2 separate regions of the Mus musculus genome follow, and region 1 is linked to region 2. The links are chromatin contacts, called in public Hi-C maps. All regions are on one chromosome and are shown on one strand. The core of a region is the stretch at or near the end of the contact, and the rest is flanking DNA. Distances in the headings are between cores, read along the strand shown.

Region 1 (7,344 bases), core at 1,569-4,068, 390 kb after region 2:
AGATCAAAATTAATATGATCTAGACCTTTCTCTTCCATGTTATCTCTTCTTTTTAATCTTTTATATTCTTTAGAAAATTGTCTATTGGCCAACATGAAGCTATGTTTTGTATTGTTTTGTTTTTCTGGGATCTATCCTCCCAAATAAGACGGGAGTCTAACCTGGAATGAATTTTCTAACAGGAAGAAAAATGGGAAGTAATTTCAAAGCTAATATTCAAGCAAAACATCCATGTATTACCAGGCTACAAATATCTTGGGACAAAGCAGTTGAGATAGCCTAAGACTTTTTAATCAATGTTTAATCAGCCTTTCTGCTCCTTCAGCTAAACAAAGAATTCATTTGTAACATATTATCTTACCTGCTCTCATAACTGAGTCACTAGAACACATCTAATATACCAAGCAAAGAGAATGTCAGTACCTTTGCTCTCAGATCACTATTGTCTCTCTATTAGAGAAGATATGCTTCTAATGCTACCTAGCTCATGACCTTCTTTCCAAAAGTACATATGACAGACTCAAAGAACTTCCCAGATACCAAACAAAAATATTTCATTAGCTTAGTGATTAGAAACTTCATGGTAATGACACCTGGGACTTGCTTTATTTAATGTTTTTCTTCTCTTTTTACCTTAAAAACACATTTCAAGGATACTCAGAAATTATTTTAGCTATAGGTAAAAATGGATATGTGTTTGAAAACCCACATATAGCGATCTGAAACAACTAGGTGTTTTCATTTCAATGATATATGAAGGAGGGTGTTATGGGATAACTCATTATTAGCTAGTATTTATTATAAATTAAATAATTTGTTTTAAAATATAATTCATTTAAAGTTGACATCACCATTTTTATTTTTTATAATGAGCCATCATAATTTTGAAGGAGTCAGGGTATAATAGTCATTTGAACTTGATTAAGTGTTGTACAAATGCATATTCTGGTATTTGTACATGTGTTGTACATATAAATATATTTGTAGGGGGAAGAAAGCCTATAGTCATTAAAATTAGTATATCAATTTTTATGAAAATCTTGCATATTCATGTTCTTATCAAAAGAGATTATTATTTCATGTAATCATTGAATATAAGTATGTTCTATAGATTATATATATATTATATAATATATAATATATATTATATATATTATATAATATATATTATATATTATATATATATATATATGTGTATATATATATTCCTCAATATGATAATATTAAGAGCGGAGTGTGGGTCAGTAGTACTATTCTTCTCTAGTATGTGAAGGGCCTATATTTAGTAATCATAATTACCCTAAAATATTTGGCTTCAATAACTGTTATAAACAAGGACATCAATATATTTCACATAAGAAAAGCATAACTCTCCACTTGGGTGTCTGCATCTTCCTTTCTGCCTCCCTCCATTCATTTCTCCCTTCTTCCTTCCTTTCTTATATTCTTCACTGACCATAGCTCACTGTATAGACATACTCAGTGGCCTTGAAGTAGCAGATATTGACCTACTTGTGCCTTTATATTTTTTCTTAAATCTAATTTTGGCATCAAATACATTAGCAATGTTCTTTGAATTTAGGGGTGTAGAGTTCTAAATTGAGCAATTTGATAATGAAACAATTCACAAACTTACCGCAAGATAATATTTTCAAGGATAAATCATTTCTAAATACTATATGATATCACATTTCCGTGACAATCTTAACTCTAGAGAGTGTACTGAGGGCATTTACTTAAGGCCCAAAGACATAAATAAGTCTGGGATTATTGCAGTCCTTAACCTGGTCCTAAAATACCTAGAACTAGATGCAGAATCTATATACATTTCATTCACTATCAAAGTTCCTCTTTATTTAAAATAGTTTTTCTGAATTCATTTGAAACAGAAAACAAAATATCTTCAGGGTTATTATTTAAGAAAAAGCTTACAATATGTCTAATCTGAAAATATAACAAGCACTTGGTCTATAGTGAATAAAAAGAAAAATGTAAAAAGGAGACAAAATGAAAAAATGAGGTGAAGCCAATATGATTTTCTTTCGCACATTTACACAGTTTCTTGACTTCTATCCTATCTCCTTTGGCTTCATTTCTTAGTCATGTATGCAATACAGAGAGGCATGGCATTCCTGAGGACTTGCAAGACCTATTCTTTAATCTGTAGATAACAGTGGCAAGCACACTTTGAGAATTTTGGTGATAATGGAAACTGACAGACAGTATCAATGGATCTGTTGCATGAATAATGAATTAGGGAGCAACACTCCAATGTTCTGCAATTCCAGCCCTGCACAGCTAAAGGACTAGTGCAACCTAGTCGCCTGTGTCTCATTTAAATACAAGAGTCTGTTTCTATCTTTAATCTTCTAATTTCAGGAAATTAGATGTAAAACTCTCCTCATTCATTATAGGTACAGAATGATCAAAAGAATAGAAATTTTCATCACAAAGCTAATTGCATTGTCAAATGACCTCATACATAATGAATCATTAAAAATGATCTATTCTGTAATAATTGTATGCTGCTAAAGGTTAAAATAGCTTTAACGTGTGGGAAAAATTGTAATTGAAATAAATTCCAGCTTTATAATGCATTTGACAACTCTGAAATTACTGGATAATATTTTAGTTTTGTAAACTTTATCTAATGAGAGTACTGATATTTTGAGTACCAAGAAAGAAAATATCACATTCCATAAACACTCTGAGACTGAAACAAAACAAAGTTCTAGAATACCATCAGCATTGATCTTGGTAATTAGCTCTTCAGCTCACTGATCTCTAATTGAATTTGCCCAGCAAAAGTTATTTCACTCCCAGAGAATCAACTATAAAACACTGAAAATCATGTTATTTCTTTCATGTGTTCAATCCCCTCCAATCAATTTTTAAATGCCCCACCCCAAAAGTGAAAATCAATGTAGCTGCATATCTGTTAATATCCTTAGACAATGATAATGTTCAGCAGGGATACAGCCATACACAACAGAGATAAAAGGGGTTTCTGGAACACAGTTCCTTTAAATATGATTAAGTCCAAACAGACAGAACAAATTCCCATTAATGGATGAGATCATGGTGACCTCGTCTATTGAAATGAAGTTAAACGATGATAGAACTGCAAGATAAAGAAAACATAATGTGTACACTACAATATACCAGATCATGAGGGTGTAAGTATAGGTAGCCCACCAATTTTCAAGAATATAAAGTAGATGAGTGAAGAATTGTCACACACAAATTGTCTAATAATCACATTTTATCCAGACAAAATGGCATGCAGTAATCATGAAGAGTCTGCAATTGTGAGCAGTTATTTTCCTGTTGAAATGATTCCTGATCATCATAAAGCATGATTGCAGTTACTATTTTTTTTTCTGGTTCAGAAACAATGTATTGATTACACTAAATGTGATTTTGAGATTTAAAAGAGATTGCATGTGTTACTTAAAGTATTTCTCTTATGTCAAGGTGATTTGATTATGGATGGCCATGAATAATGACGCAACAAAGGCAGAAGAAAGCTCTTACAATCTTGTTGAGGTTGACCTAGGGAAATATTTAACACAAGCAAATGGCCTGCCATCTGTCCAGCCAGAGAGATATGTAAACCAATCAAGAATATGAACAACACGCAAAGCTTAGAATCCCACACTGAAGTTAAAGATCTTGAGGGAGTTCTAAAAGTACTTTTTAAAAAATAAACATTTGAACTGTAAGTAACCTGACTTTTACATTTTCATTAGTGATTTCTCCCATGTAGCATAACAATTTTGCCACCACAATAATACAAGATCCATAGATAAACCTAAAAATTTATTTGAGCTATAGAGTAGTATGGAAACACATTTTTTAAATTTCAAAATGCCCAATTAAAATATGTATATCCTCACAATGCTTTGAAAAGCCTTTTTTATAAACACCTTACTTACTTAATGGTGGAAGAGTGACCCCAATCTTGTTCTAGTTGTAAATTTTGTGATCTTAAACTTTGCACCAGTCACACCTTGTTACCATATCGTCTTACCTTCACTTTCTCTGCCTTCAGTAGAATTGAATATGTCTGATCATCTATCTGCACAACTATTCTCCATGTTTAAGCTTAATTTTAAATGTCTTACTGGCCCAGATAAACTGGCTGTCTATGAATCTCAGCAAAGTATACTATAATATTCCCTAAGGTTATTAATGTCTTAGTTTGGGGCTTACCAGTTTTTCACAGAACTTTGAGATTTTTATTTTTGAGGAGAGTTACTCTTAATGTTATCCTTATAATATTACTTTTATAGAAATCACAAAATACTTAATATGGGGAGCTTGTAGGAAGAAAACAGCTGTTATTTCAATAAAAGTGTCAAGTAACTGAAAGTTTAAGATTACACAGTTGTATATATTAATACTCTGGTAGGATATTTTTGTCTATATCACATCAAGGAAGACAATATTGCTTAGTACCAGTTTGTAGGAGTAACAGGCAAAGCATGTATGTCACCCTGTTGGCAGGAGAGGAAGCAAAATACAGCATCAGACAAGGGTTCTTAGGAACCAACCATTCATCCCCGAAGCAGCACCTGGTAGGAATAACTTAATCTCTTCTGTACGTGGGATCCACAATATAACAATCTGATATAACAGCCTTTGACCAGGCAGAACTCCCTGGTTACATCCCCACAGACATATTTTGGAAAACATACAGCAGTCATTCCTGATGTCAGCAGCACCAGAAACAAGAATGACATACTCTTCATTTTGTCCTTGTAAGAAACTCAAATAAATAATGTGATCTCCTCATTGTAATAAGGAAATCATGTCTTCATATATCTTGTTAAGTGAGTAAAAATACTAAAATTTATACAATAATTCAAAAATCATGATAAAATATAATCAGTAAGAATTTTGTCATAAATAAATAGATAAATGAATAGATAGATGATAGGTAGGTTGGTAGATATGATAGATAGATAGATAGATAGATAGATAGATAGATAGATAGATAGATAGATAGATAGATAGATAGATGGGTGTTTGGTCGGGCAGGTGGGCCGGCAGGTGGACAGACAGATAGATAGATAAAACTGAGCATGAAGCTGGTGTATGAAGGTAAGGAATTATCCAGAAGAGTTGTATAAAGAACTAGGAAGTTATTTTTTCTCAATAAGAGTTAAGCTCTATTTTAAGTCAGAAATAAATCATTCATCTTGATGGTCGATATACAAGAAGTCTTCTAGACAAAGGTTAAAATAGCAATAGGCTGTACAAAAGTGAAGTTAGGATCCTGGGTTCCTGGGGTAACATAGTCAAAGCTTATAATTGTTACTCATACTGTAAAATTAAAGGGGAATGGGTGTATTTATTTATTAAAAGCAAGTATTAGCACGTAGTAATATTATATTCAATGTGGCAGGATGAAATGTACATTTTGAAGATGCATACATGGTAGAAGAATCCGTAAGTTTCAATGATGCATCGCTTGTTGATATGGTGTGAAGACGAAATGGACAGCAGAGTCAATTCCTATGGGCCCGAGAGTATCCAGAAGCTCAGCCGTTTTTTATTTTTTGACATTAAGATTAATTTTGTTTGAAATTCATTAGCAACAGAAAATAGTTATTTAGTAATTAATGTGTACCTAGAATAAAGCTAGTAACATTATTTTAAAACAATAAAAATAATTCAGACCTTGTGGTGATGTAAATATTAAATGTACCCCAAATTCCCAAGCATTTCCCAGATGGGTGCTACACATGAAGGGAGGAGGAAGTGTTTGTGAGGTTTTTGAGATAAGGGCTTGTTGGCAGAAATATGTCCCTGGAGGAAGGCTTTGAAGTGTAAGACATGTTCCTTTTACATATCGCATGATGATGTTGAATTTTTATTTTTCTAGAATTTAGCCAAATAAATCCTTCCTTTAATAAATTTTCTTGGTCATGGTATCAACACAGCAATAGAGATGGAAATAGCATAAACTCCTTACACATTTCATTTCTCATGTGCCAATGTCACATAATGAAATGGGGCCATTAAATTCATTGGGACATTAGCAGTGACATGTGTAAAGGAGGCGTGGCACAGAGCTATGAAAGTGACTGCTGGTACTGAGAAGAGAACAACTGTCATCACCAAGTCCGCCAGGTTCTGCCAAGGCACCTGGTGCAAGATTTAAAAACTCTTCATATTTCCATGATTTAGTATATAAAATGAGCATTCCAATACATGTTTCATTGCTGTTTTAAAGACTACATATATAAACACATTCGAACGTGTAATACTGTACTTCAGTGTAATTATTTCTAATAAACTGTTCTAAAATGACAATGAAGATTTCATTTATTGAAGAGTATTCTACTAAATTTAATATATATTCATAATTTCAGGAGCTATTTCCCAAAACATGTTAATATTAAATATAAGACTTTTAGCAGAATATATGTGTATATATATATACAATAATATATTGTATATATACAATAATAAAAACAACATGGGAAAGATATCAAATGTGAGTTCTTTTCTAGATTATCTAAGGTTTGGTTAATAAAATTTTGGGGGAAAGTATTTAAGATACTTGCTATTAGCTGGAAGTTAATTGGAAAATGAACCAAATCAAAAAGTCAGAAAATAAGCCGGGCGTGGTGGCACACACTTTTAATCCCAGCACTTGGGAGGCAGGGGCAGGTGGATTTCTGAGTTCAAGGCCAGTCTGGTCTACAAAGTGAGTTCCAGGACAGTCAGGGCTGCACAGAGAAACCTTGTCTCGAAAAAAAACAAACCAAACCAAACCAAAACAACAACAACAACAAAAAGAAAAACCCCAAAACAACAACAACAACATCAACAAAGTCAGAAAATAATCACAGTACGGATAGATATGTTATATGGCAGCACATAAGATTAAACATCAATTATGTGGAAAGTATTAATAAATAAACCGGAGCACTACAAATATAATCAATTATGACTATTGACCTTAACAAAAGAAGTAAAATCACAGGGAACTATCAAAAAACAAACAAAACCCCTCTTTTGTCTTAAAACAAAATACAAGACATCTACCAAAACAAGGTGGTATCACATCTATAAAAATTATTGCCAAATAGGATGAATAAATTTACTTACTTTAATTTCTGTCTTTCACACAACTTTCTTCTTAGCATTTATATGTGTATGGGAGGAGTGGAGTAAGATGACTGAGAAATGGATTTTATTATTTTAAGTTGGAAAAGAATTATGTTTTATGAAAATGTATTTTGTGTATTCATAGTGGAAAATTAGACAAGATGTTTGAGAAAGATTTGTTTACATTTAGAGGAGGAAATGTTAAAATATTAAGAAAGGCTCCAC
Region 2 (7,315 bases), core at 1,605-4,104:
AAGCAGCCTTGCAGTTTATCTCATCAGCCTTTGCAAGAAGGAAAATATCAGCTTAGAGACCATTTAGAAGAACATTTCAGCAAGACGTTCAGAGATTTCTAGCTTTTTGTCATTGTCTTAAAATTCTGAGACAAGTGCCTTGTTTTGTTCTGATTTAAAATATGTAAAGGAAGAACCAATATGCAAGACCTCCAAAACAATTTAATCCTCCAGTGTCCGGAGCTTAGTCAGATCAATATTATTAGAAAGTGTTAGATTACATACAGTTATCATATAATCTGCTACATGGTTAAAAATTACAAACTAAACTACAGAGTCCTGGTTGGGTTGGCCAACTCCTCCTTGGGCCGGGACCTGCCTGCTTCGGAGTGTGGTTGATCTACCCCATGACCCAGCATTAGAATGAAATGACTTTTCCCTTTCCTGGCCTGTGCCAACTACAAACAGCTGCTGGACAGTGGATGAGATCCTGTGTCCACTCGTGGTCTCTTCTCAGTGCTGGGATTATGTCTTGTTTGAACTGGCGCTGGGCATAGTCTCTGTGCGCTGTTGGTTTAGTTCAAGACATTTTTAACTTAATAGTTTTTTGAGGGTTTTTTGTTGTTGTTATTGTTGTTGCTATTGTTTTATTTTGATGTGACTCTTTTTTTTTTTTTTTTTCTTTTGGGAAAGTATGGTGGGGAGATAGGTGGGTGGATAAAAAGTAAAAACCAAAACAACAATGACAACAACCCCTTAGTAATTATTAGTCTTTTATATGAGAATGGAACACACAAGTACAGAATTTGAACAACAAAAAAATCAATTATGCAAAAGAAAGTCATTGTGATTTTAGAGTATTACATTCTATAAGTCGTTGCGATTCTCACTGGACACTGTGGCTCAGTCTGTCATGGTTATAGACAGGCAGAATCCTGCAAGTCTGAGGCTAGCCTGAGCTACATATCAAAATTTTAAAGCACAGGCTGTGCCATGGTTGAGATGCTTTCTCAAAAAGAAGAAAAAAAACATTATTTTTTATTCTTTGAAGAGAACAAATAGGTTCATTTTAAAAGTGTGGGACTTTTCTGGGCCTGCCCTTATAAATAGTAAAAGGAGACATTTGTATTAAGGTTCTGGCAATATAATTGGGCAGATATTGAACTGTTCTAACCTAATTATGCTGGCCTGGCCTACTTTCCTGCCTACTTCCCAGCCACGTGGCTGATTACCTACCATCCTGGTCTCACCCGGGTCTCCTTCTTCATCTGTGTCCTCATGGCAGCTCTCCTAGCACACTTGAGACCTTCACTCCCAGCCTGGACATGGAAGTTTTCCGTATTCTCTCATGCCCAGTTCTCGGCTCCTCGGCTGCTTGGCTCACTATTTAACCATTCCGGAGGTGATAGAGAAGGCTGTCTTATAAAATACTCAGTGAGGAAATGCTTCCTAACCATGACAATACCAAAGTGCAATGACACCAGACCTCTGGGTGCAGGATCAGCGTTCAAATACACAGTACCCGAAAGTATCCCCCCGGTAGTGATGAAATGAGAGTGAACTGAAAAGAACAAATTTTCTGGCCATTCCATTCTTTTGAATATGAAGGAAGCTGTATCCTTTTCATCATTTGCTGCTGAGAGTAGACAAGTGCAAATACAGGATTCTAATACTGGTACAGAATTTAAGCAATTGCATGCTAATACTTGTATTTCTAACCTTGTATTTCTAATGTTAGGTAAATTATATATATATATAATATATATATATATGTGTGTGTGTGTATATATGTGTGTGTGTATAATATTTTACATATATTATATATATGTAATATATACGTATCTATATATGTCTCTCTCTCTCTATATATATATATATATATATAACTAGGTAAATATTAGGAGTAAATAACAGGCAATGGTCCTTTGTGAGTTTCCCTATTTTTTAACCTCCACTGTAGAAGAGGGTAAGTATCAACTACCACACAATCTTTGTGCGAGAGAGGTGATAAAATAAGGCCTTTTTTAATAGTAGAAATATGTATAAAATTTAAGTCCCATAGGTCCTACAACTGATACAGAGCCCAAAAGAAGGAGATGTCTTGATTTACAGAAGGCTGCATTTTTCATTTCCACCAGAGTGAGTCACCTTCAGATGGGGCGGGTGTCAAAGACACATAGCAGAATCAGGAGAGAATGGAATGGTACAAGCATCTGGGTCTCAGTCTATGGGAAGTCAGGATGTCTGGAACTAGGCAGCAATTATTCATGTCTTGAACAGATCTCCTGCTCCCTTGCAAACACATCTGCATGCTCTATCAGATCATCCAAGTTCTTCAGTTGATGACTGAAGGTAACCTTCAAAACAATTGTCTCCTATTCCAGGCCAGCACGGGATACATAGCAAGACTTTGTCTCAAGATAGAAATAAAATACAACTAATCGCAAAATCTCCAGTTGATTCGGGAAAGCTTTTCTATGTATTAAATCACTAAAGAACTTATTTTCTGAGAAATCACCAGATAGATCCATTCTGGATGGGATCTCATTAAGTTCTTTCATCTAAAGAGTCCTGAGAAGATCACCATGACAGAAGAATGCTAGATTTGTGTAGAAATATGAACAATTTCCCTAGGGAAGATTTCTTCTCATCTGGACACATCAGAAGCCACAGTCAGGCCTGTGGGTCTGCATTCACTCACACTGGAGTCTGGGCTGTATCTATGTTCTTTCCTGAAACTCATCCAATTAATTTATATATCTTTGTTAATCGTACTAATTTGATATCTCAGGATTCCAGCTATTTAGAGCAATGCCAACTTCCAAAGCCCTTCGGTAATGAGAATCATGCGCAGCAATGGTTTTATTTCGGCATCCTAACCAATTGTCCTGAATTGTCTCTAATCTAATCTTTACAGTCAGAAGGATTTATTTAAAACACAAATCTTCTTAGTCCCTTTTTTACTCCCTGAGATCTCCTCCTTTGTTCCCTTGGGAAAAAAAAATCCAAAGCCTTTATCTGTTCTGTTCGACTTTGTCTGATCTGGCTCGTGCTTATCTGCCTAGCAACGTCTAAGCCAATTTTCTGCCCCTGTTTCAGCATTTCAAGCACATTGGGCTTATTTTTATTTCCTGAAATGTCTCGAACACTTTGCCACCTCACAGTGTTAGCTCTTGCTGCTCCATCTCATTTCCTTTCCTAAAACACTGAGTGCTTTGAAATCACTCTCCTAGGGAACTTAGACATCATTTGCCCTGGAGAAGAGAAATCTTCCTTGATCGTAACTACTGTACCAGTTATTCCAATCATATAGAAAAAAAATCACATTATATATACTTTTTCTCATTGCCTTTAGAATGCTTGGCATTGTTCAAATCCATGTTTTGTCTTTACTTGTAGAGTTCTTTGGAGAAGAGCCCATATCTGTGTTGTTAACTGTGAGCATTTACATTAGCATATTTCCTTGGCCAGAAAAGTTGCTAAGAAATAATTTATACGTGAACAAAAATATATTATTATATTTAGCTACACCATCATGAAAGCAAAGCCCTCTAAAGTCCTATTGGCATTTGTTAACTTCTTTATCAAGGGGAAGAAACCACTAAAACACAAGTAGTGGAGTCTTTTCTACCGAATTTGTGAATTATTTTACATAAATAATTAAGAAATTGGAAATAGCCAGGCGTTGGTTATACATATCCCAGTAATCAGGAGGCAGTGGCCGGGAGACCTCTGAGTTGGATGCTAGCAGAGAAACCCAGTCCGGGACAAAACAAAACACAAAAATAAACAAACATACAAACAAATAAATGAAATATTTGGGAGGATATTGTATTAGAAAACTTGACAGGTGGTCATAAGTAACAGGAAAGACTTGGCGTATCATAGAGTTCATGGTTCTCATGTCATAGCTCTATAGCATGTCTGTCACCTCCACAATGACGGTGCCCCAGCAAAAGCTAATTTCTATTCTTTGTGTGAGAGGTTACATAGAGTCAGGGGAGAATGAAAGAACTATGCTGCCCATTTTACTGACATTGAAGTCTCACTCAGTGGGTGAGCAATGACTTATTTCTTCACTGAACCCTACAGAAGATATATACTTTCTTTTTAAAAAAGGTAAATAGGTTTTTTTCTTCTTCATTAGAGTACCACCATGATAAGATGAGTGCAATACTTGCTTTGGACATAGGAATGGCTCCTTGTATCCTGTATCTCAGATACTTCCCCCCTCTATCCTGTTCCATGATGGCTGAAAGCTTTAAGGATGAGATTACATAGCACAATTTTACTAGAGGAGAATTGCTACCTCCCAAGGAAAAAAATCCAGAATAGGATCCAAAGTGCCGTTCCCAAAAGGAGGTTCACTACTAGGCCCAAGGCAAGATACAATCTGCCTGAAGTACTCAGTACTGAGTTAATAATCTGAGGATACACAGCTGGTGGGAGGCCCCCTTGAAATGTTTAAATGCATTTGAAATTCCATAAACATTTAGTGAAAGATCAAAGCTTGCATACATATCTTCACTTGTAATTGCAAAAAATGTGGACATTTAATACATGTTCTATGACAAATGTTACCAGTGGACCAACAAATTCCCCTTCTATGATCTAACCAATGGACAGAAGCCGCTGACCTCCGTTGTTGAATTAAGGAAGGCTGAAAGCAGCTGAGGAGAAGGGCTACCCTGTAGGAAGGGCCAGCAGTCTTAATTTAACTGGACCCCTGAGACCTCTTAAACACTGGACCACCAAACAGACAGCATACACCAGCTGATATGAGGCCCCCAGCACACATACAGTAGAGGACTTCCAGGTCTGTGTCCATTCAGAGATGATGCACCTAACCCTCAAGAGACTGCAGGCCCCAGGGAGTTTAGAGGTCAGGTGGGGTGGGAGTTGGGGGCATCCATGTGGAGATGGGGTAGGGTGCAGAGGAGGTGTGGGACGTGGAACAGTTGGAGGCTGGATGATGGGGCGGGAATGGAATATGGAGGGTAAAAAATAGAAATAAAAATAAAACAAAATAAAATAAAAGGTCTATATATATCCATATATATATGGCGATTAGATATAGATGTAGATATAGATAGATATATAGATATAGATACAGATGAGATATAGATATAGAGGTAGAGATGAGATAGAGACAGAGACAGAGACAGAGATGAGATAGAGACAGAGACAGAGACAGAGACAGAGACAGAGACAGAGACAGAGACAGAGACAGAGACAGAGATCCTTTCCATGTTTTGTTTTCCTTAAACTGCAGTGTATTCATTTTCAGTCTTATTTAGCTTAGAGGAACTAAATGTACACATTGTGATGCTTTTTCTGAGCCTTTCCTCTCTCAAAAATACATGATTTCATCTTTTTCATCCTTTTTAAAGAAAATATTCTTTTAGTTAAACTATTAACATATTTTTTTTTCTGCCATAGTAATTCCAGCAACAACTCTAACAGGCAATTTGAATGCAGAAGAAACACGATTACAAATATAACTTCCTCTTAGGTGTTTTTGGGCTGAACCCAAGAACCGAGTAACTCGAGTAGACACAATCACAGAAGATAATTGATGTTAATAATTCATTCCCATCCATCCATTTCACTTTCAGAATACTTCTTCTCTCCTCTTAGCCATTTTCATCCAGCTTTATAATTAGATGTGGAAAATGGGAACGCCTGATTTTATGAGCAATAGCAAGCACCCTTTGTAGAACATTTTACAATTTGCAAAGCAGTTTCCATAAACATAATTCTCTCCTCCCCGCCACACTGCAAGCCAGGTGTTATTAAGATTATGCTCAGCTAATGAGAGGTCTGGATTGACAAGATGGCAAAGTATATGTCATTGTGAGCAAACGCCAATCCGGCACCCTGGGCACAGAACTTTTTCTATTTACGTGACAGGCCATCTGAATTTGTGCAGTAGTCACTGCTGGTGTTTTTACTGTCTCAGCACCATCGAAGCTGAAGTCTTAATTTTTTCCCCCTACATCTCCTTTGAATGGCTGCTGCATTCTAGTGAGAAGGAGGAACAAGTTTCACGGATGCCGAACCATAAAGCAAAAGCTTGCTCCAAACAACGTGACAGGCCTTTGGCTTTATCTTATTCAACAGGCTAAGTTATCTTGTCACTTTTCTGGAAGGTAGGAAGATGACAGGCATGCAAGCAGACAACACACAAGCCAGCCACCTTCTCCTCTTACAGAATAAAGAAATTCAACTCTTATGTTCTTCAGCACTCCTTCCCATCAAAGAGCAGTGACATTTTATCAATTCAACGAGAGTGATTTTTTTCTAGATACCTGGTAAGAAAGTCATCCATCTGCTATGGGAAGAAACCTTTCTGATGATGACTGGTCAAGGTACTATTGGGAGGAGGGGTATATTATATAAGAAAAAATCTATTTTTAATAAAAAATAAAAATTAATAATTAAAACCAAACATTTTTTAAAGATAGAAAAGAAAAGAATTCATCACATTTGGATTATTCTCTAATCTTTGCTTCTCTGTTTATTTTTGTGCTATAAGCCCTGTCTCTACAAACCATGGTGGCCTGGAATTCAATAGACTTAGCCCTGAACTAAGCAATCCTTAAGCTCAATGAGTCTCTTGATTCCTGAGATTATAACTAAGACATGCCACACGAAGTGCTGACATCAAGCATACAACATAGTTATGACATTTACATTCAAGGCTTTCAAAAGCCTAACCATATATAATATAGTTATCTCTCAAGAACTATGTGTCTATTGTTAATCTTTTAGCTGTATTTCAATCCATGATGCCAACTGGGCAGAATATTTACAATTGAATTGCTCACTGTCTAAAATAAAGTGTATCAGAAACTGCCTTGAGTTGCCTATAGGACTTTGTTGCTCCCTCCCAAGAAGGTCTTCCATGGTGCCATTATTCGTGTAACAGTAGATCTACAGTGAACTCACAGGTTTCTTTAACTATGTATTCTTTGCACATATATTTGCAGGTCACACACTAGGCTTTGAGCTGGGTGATATAGCTATAACAACATTTTTGTTTAGATCCCTATTTTATTAGCTATGTTATTGTTAATGATTTAACTGTTTTCATTCTGCATGCTAATTTAGATCTGAGTGCTGATTGTGACTGAGCCTTCTCTTCTCTACACCCTTCGCTTCCTTAAGGACAATATCTATCACTTTATGAGGTTTCTTCTCAGCAGATTACCAAGTGTGCTGTATCAATAGGCAAGCATCCTGGGCATATACTCAGAAAATACTCCAACATGTGGTAAGGACACATGCTCCACTATGTTCATAGCAGCCTTATTTATAATAGCCAGAAGCTGGAAAG

The links. Hi-C and Micro-C count contacts between places; a contact is called where the count stands out from the background.
Region 1: a contact with region 2 is called in a Hi-C map of the N1E-115 cell line, with 4 times the contacts expected there. The contact joins two enhancer-like sites. A contact is called at or near these places in 2 of 484 Hi-C or Micro-C datasets (the N1E-115 cell line and nephron progenitors).

Annotation. Positions count from the first base shown.
Region 1 is chr8:50,686,988-50,694,331 of GRCm38.p6, forward strand. All of the region lies in intron 3 of 1700019L22Rik (a long non-coding RNA gene), which reads right to left. Among named protein-coding and RNA genes, the nearest start is that of Gm23986, 130 kb to the left of the region's middle. Within about 2 kb of position 2,819, at least 1 of the 459 cell types and tissues checked has an H3K27ac peak or open chromatin away from gene starts, as enhancers often do. A contact at or near this core is called in the N1E-115 cell line, where this site is marked.
Region 2 is chr8:50,297,492-50,304,806 of GRCm38.p6, forward strand. All of the region lies in intron 5 of 1700019L22Rik (a long non-coding RNA gene), which reads right to left. Among named protein-coding and RNA genes, the nearest start is that of Gm2516, 67 kb to the right of the region's middle. Within about 2 kb of position 2,855, at least 5 of the 459 cell types and tissues checked have an H3K27ac peak or open chromatin away from gene starts, as enhancers often do. A contact at or near this core is called in the N1E-115 cell line, where this site is marked.